Linked DNA regions of Rattus norvegicus: region 2 is linked to region 1. The links are chromatin contacts, called in public Hi-C maps. All regions are on one chromosome and are shown on one strand. Each heading gives the region's core, a stretch centred on a gene start, on an enhancer-like site or on the middle of the called end of the contact. The rest is flanking DNA. Distances are from core to core; before and after follow the strand shown.

Region 1 (2,700 bases), core at 194-2,693:
GGAACCAAGTGAGGGAAAGAATGACCCACCAGATGGAGCTGGCCATGCCGAAGAAGTAAAGCACCATGAAGAGGATGGTGCAGCCCTCCTTCTTGGTGCCCTGCGCCACCGTGCGGTAGCCATCGTCCGAGAAGCGCTCCACGCACACGGCACGGTCCTCTAGCAGGAAGCCCGCCACGTGCGCCACTGCCACCATGAAGTAGCAGCCCGACAGGAAGATAATGGGTCGCTCTGGATAGCTGAAGCGACGCATGTCCACTAGGTAGGTGAGCACCGTGAAGAGCGTCGAGGCACAGCACAGCACTGACCACACACCTACCCAGAGGCGGGCGAAACGTCTCTCCTCTTCTTTAAAGTACATGAGGCCGTTAGCACGGCCTGGCTCACACGGGGCACCGCAGTCACGCTCGCCTAGGAAACGGTAGCCCAGGTAGGGGGGGACCTTGAGCTGACGCGGGCAAGAGAAGGGGAAAGACCAGCGGCCTCTGCCATCTGAGGGGGACATCGCAGTGAAAGGCGGGTCTGGCAGGTAGGGAGCAGTAGGGTAGGCGGTGGGACTACCGCCTGCGCCCCCGGAGCCGTCGGACGTGTTCTGCCCCACGCATATCTCGCCGGCGCCGTGCACCGGGAAGTTCTCGCAGCGCAGCCGCTCCGGCCACTGGAAACCGAACTTGTTCATGAGCGCCTCGCAGCCCTGTCGGGCGCGCTCGCACAAGGAACGGCACGGAGGAATGGCTTGGTCGAGCACGGTGCACACGGGTGCGTACATAGAGCATAAGAAGAAGCGCAGCTCGGGAGAACACTGCACCTTTACCAGAGGGTAGAACTGGTGCACCTCGAGGCCCGCGTCCTCTTGGTTCGTGTGGCCCAGCAGGTTGGGCAGGATGGTCTGGTTGTAGGCAATATCCGTGCACAACGGGATGGAGATGGGCTGGCAGAAGCCGTGGTCCGGTACCGAGATGCCTTTCTCGCCGTGGTATGGTTGAGCTCCGGTGTCCGTGGGCAGCGCGCCCAGAAGAGCAAGCACCAAGGCACAGAGGCCCAGGGGCGAGTGCGACGCCTCCGTGCCGGGGCCCCGCATCGCCGGCCGAGAGTGCAGCGGCGTTCTCAGCTGGAGGAAAAAGACGGGGCGCTGGGGAGCGGCTTGGATGCAGGGAGGCGCCGCCGCGCCCGGCGCATGAGAGTCCTCCCGGCGCCGGGGCCGGGCCGTGGGCGGCGCGGAGCCGAGGGTGCTAGGGTGCCTGCACAGCGGGGGCGAGGCCGCCAGCCGAGGGGGCGCCGCAGCCGCCTCCGCGTGGCACTCACGCGGCCTCCAGGGGTTCAAACTCCTGGGCCTGGAGTGGGGGGACCGAGGGGGGTGTCGCCTTACCCTCCCCGCCGAGACGTAACGGTGCGGCTTTCTCTGCGGCGACGAGCAACAAGCGTCTCCGGTTACCCTTCAAAGTTTGCCCAAGTTTCTCGAGCCCCGGGCGCACGCCGATACGCACGTCCCCTACACCAAGCCGGGCCTCCGCCAGGCCAGCGCCCAGCGTCCCCGCTTGCTCGCTCTGGTCGTCGCCTGGGTGCTGCTCCACCTTCTCTCCTTGAGGCCCCGCGGGCCACCGCTGCCGCCTCCTCTGATTCTGGAGCCTCCTTCAGTCCTAGGAAGGTCGGCCCCAAGTTTCAAGTCAAAGGGCTCGTTCTTGCTTTGAGTCCGATCGGTGCTCGGGAGGTAAGAGCTAGACAAGCTCGCTTTGGAAACGTAGTAGCGCGGAATCCGAAGCCCCTTCACCCGCAGTCGGCCTGCACCCGGCCTCTGCTGCCCCGCACAGTCCCAGCCCGCAACTCCCGGCGTCCGCCACCGCCCGCTAGGGAAGGAGTGCAGAGTAACGCCTGGGAGCTGCACTGGTGGCTAGAAGAAGCGTCGGGCTCGCAGGGCTCTGGGCCGCCCCGCCCCCTCCCCTCCCCCCATTCACAAACCACTCCGGGGGCGGGCCCGAGCCCTCTGGACGTCCAATAGAGCGCTTTGTTTTCTCTGTAGACGCCTTCCGATTGGGTGGAAGTCGGAAGGGGAGGCCGAGGGAACGAGGAAGGCGGTGCCTGAAGCGCTCTGGGCGGATTCCTGAGGGGAGGGGCGGAGAACTGAGAGAAAAGTTAGGAAAAACTTTTACCCAGAATTTGCTCAGGGGAGAAAAACGCACCAGAAAGGCAACTTGCTTGAAAGATTGGTTCCTCTTCCATGTACCCTAAAATACACATTCCCGAGCAAAAGGGGGCATTCGCTGAAGGCTTTGGCGAGAAGCTGAGAATAGCACAGTGCCAGGGCGGAGAGACGTGACCCAGAGTCACGTTAGCCTTGCCTGGCTGGCTAGAGCGGGAGGATTTTAGTTAGCATCAGTGTGGAGCGAGGAAAGGGTGCGACTAAGGACCGTTTTTTTCTTCCCATACCCCAGCCGACCATGTGAAGCCATAATCCCCTCTCCCTCCCCCAGTTACAAAAAGGGGGGCCGCCCGGAGGGAGAAACCGGAGTCGGCCGAGGGGCGGACTTGTGGCGGGAGGAAGTGCAGACCCTCGGAGGAGAGGGCCCAGAGCTGGGGGTTGCGCGGCACTCACGAGCCTGCCACCCCTCCCGGGCACACTGCTGGGAGCCTGGGATGCCCAAGAGGCTCTGGGGGTTTTGGAGAGCTCTAAGGCAGCTCTGGGGGAATGCTTATGAGAGT
Region 2 (2,700 bases), core at 49-2,548, 92 kb before region 1:
GGGTGTGAGGGGTGTGAGGGGTGTGAGGGGTATGTGGAGTGGAGGGGTGTGTGGGGTGTGAGGGGTGTGTGGAGTGGAGGGGTGTGTGGAGTGGAGGGGTGTGAGGGGTGTGAGGGGTGTGAGGGGTGTGTGGAGTGTGTGGGGTGTGTGGAGTGGAGGGGTGTGTGGGGTGTGTGGGGTGTGAGGGGTGTGTGGGGTGTGAGGGGTGTGTGGGGTGTGAGGGGTGTGTGGGGTGTGTGGGGTGTGAGGGGTGTGTGGAGTGTGTGGGGTGTGTGGGGTGTGTGGGGTGTGTGGGGTGTGTGGGGTGGAGGGGTGTGTGGGGTGGAGGGGTGTGTGGGGTGTGAGGGGTGTGTGGGGTGTGAGGGGTGTGTGGGGTGTGTGGGGTGTGAGGGGTGTGTGGGGTGTGAGGGGTGTGTGGGGTGTGTGGGGTGGAGGGGTGTGAGGGGTGTGTGGGGTGTGTGGGGTGTGAGGGGTGTGTGGGGTGTGTGGGGTGTGTGGGGTGTGTGGGGTGGAGGGGTGTGTGGGGTGGAGGGGTATGTGGGGTGTGAGGGGTGTGTGGGGTGTGAGGGGTGTGTGGGGTGTGTGGGGTGTGTGGGGTGTGTGGGGTGTGGGGTGTGTGGGGTGGAGGGGTGTGTGGGGTGTGTGGGGTGGAGGGGTGTGAGGGGTGTGAGGGGTGTGTGGGGTGGAGGGGTGTGTGGGGTGTGAGGGGTGTGTGGGGTGTGTGGGGTGGAGGGGTGTGTGGGGTGTGTGGGGTGTGTGGGGTGTGAGGGGTGTGTGGGGTGTGTGGGGTGTGAGGGGTGTGAGGGGTGTGTGGGGTGTGAGGGGTGTGTGGAGTGGAGGGGTGTGTGGGGTGTGTGGGGTGTGTGGGGTGTGAGGGGTGTGTGGGGTGTGAGGGGTGAGAGGGGTGTGTGGGGTGTGAGGGGTGTGTGGGGTGTGTGGGGTGGAGGGGTGTGTGGGGTGTGTGTGGTGTGTGGGGTGTGTGTGGTGTGTGGGGTGGAGGGGTGTGAGGGGTGTGAGGGGTGTGTGGGGTGTGTGGGGTGTGTGGAGTGGAGGTGTGTGTGGGGTGTGTGGGGTGTGTGGGGTGTGTGGAGTGGAAGGGTGTGTGGGGTGTGTGGGGTGTGAGGGGTGTGTGTAGTGGAGGTGTGTGTGGGGTGTGTGGGGTGTGTGGGGTGGAGGGGTGTGTGGGGTGTGTGGTAAACCTCCCTTCTAGAGCGACAAGGGGGAGATCTGCTCTTGTGCAACCAGGCCACAGCTGTCAGCTGAGGGTGGGGCCTTCTTCCTGTTTCAGGAGCTGGTATGCACAACCAAAGACCTCATACTACTTCAGCTTACTTCCTGGCTGCTTGAACTCGCACACAGCCTTTCTGTGATGAACATGTCTGCCACTATAGAGATATACAGAAAGCACAGTCCCTGGCTGCCCACCAGCTCCCATTAATCTAACCGCTGGCTTTTAGTGGGAGATAACGCTCCTCATTAGATAGCCGGGCTATTCAGAGGTAACCCTGCCTGGATGGATTTCATCCTCAGCCCCTGCTGCCTTCTCCAAACACTCAGACATTAGAAGGTGGGGAGAGCGTCTGATTTTACCATGGGACTCGCGCCTTTAGGTCTCCTTCTATTTAAATCTGCGTTGACAATGTTTAATTCCCAAATTGCTGTTTTAAATAAAAATGAAATACAATTACATTTACTCCTACTGCTTCAGAGTGCTTATTTTTCCGGAGTGGGAGGAACTCTGATGGGATCCATCTGGGAGCAGAATAGAAACCTAACTCCAAGGAACCGCCTTATCAGGACAGGTGGGCCACCTGGCTCCTCCTTCATGCATGCATGCGTGTCTGGGCTTGGTAAACACTGGCCCTGCAGGCTCCGAAGTAGCCAAATGGTTTCCAGGGCAGAAGCTGTTGGAGGTGCTGGCAGGAGCCTCTTGAAATCTGTTCAGGGCCTTTTTCCACACTCCATTTCTCAAGAGCACACCCTTTGATCACCAGACTGCTGTCATAGAATTTCCTTCCTATCCCGCAGGGTCACCGTCAGGCAGGAGATATATCTGCTGTTACACAGACCTGAGAGTGCCTTTGCCTTCAACAGCTTGGGCAGGGCCTTGCCGGCCCCAGCTGAAACCAGTAAGAGAAAGCCCCGGTGTCAGCCCTGGTACCTTCAAGGTTTTGTGTTTTGGTCATAAATGGAAAGTGCAAATGCAAATTCCAGATTATTAAAAACATTCTTCCCAGGGTAAACGTAACTATAAAAGGAAGGAGACAGCAGTGAGCTGACCTTTCCTTAAAAATGTCTAAAAATACTTTATACGATGTGACTCAGGACGCTTATGACCTATGGAGTGGGATAATAAATTTCAAGTCTGTTGAATGCAGGAGACCAAGACCCAAGATGCCTGTTGGTGATGCCATTATCAGATTTGTAGGATAAGATTTAAGGCTTTGTTTATGCTACACGTTCTCCTTTTAAATCTTTCTGGCTGGGAAGGAGGGTGAGATAGGCACATTCAACAATTGCTAGGGACCTGAGAAGGCCTCCAGGCCAGAGACGCCCCCGGGAGGTCCAGCTAAGAAGTCTGCCTAGAAACTATGAGTCAGTTAGAATTTAAATATGGCCGTGCCCCGCAAATGTGAGAGCAGTGTTTTTCTTCCAGTTTGGGCTATCAGTCCTTTTATTTACGTATAGTTCTTAGACCTA

Evidence for each region. Hi-C and Micro-C count contacts between places; a contact is called where the count stands out from the background.
Region 2: a Hi-C map of the A7r5 cell line shows a contact between it and region 1, with 4 times the contacts expected there. The contact joins the enhancer-like site here to the promoter of Fzd7 in region 1. A contact is called at or near these places in 6 of 12 Hi-C or Micro-C datasets (the A7r5 cell line, the Rat2 cell line, kidney and 2 more).

Annotation. Positions count from the first base shown.
Region 1 is chr9:68,424,281-68,426,980 of GRCr8, reverse strand. It overlaps Fzd7 (frizzled class receptor 7), which reads right to left and starts at 1,443. Exons shown (of 1, transcript NM_001271185.1): 1 at 1-1,443. The coding sequence starts at 1,081.
Region 2 is chr9:68,515,714-68,518,413 of GRCr8, reverse strand. The region is part of intron 11 of Kiaa2012 (KIAA2012 homolog); the gene reads right to left. Among named protein-coding and RNA genes, the nearest start is that of Kiaa2012, 56 kb to the right of the region's middle. Within about 2 kb of position 1,298, at least 12 of the 93 cell types and tissues checked have an H3K27ac peak or open chromatin away from gene starts, as enhancers often do. A contact at or near this core is called in the A7r5 cell line, where this site is marked.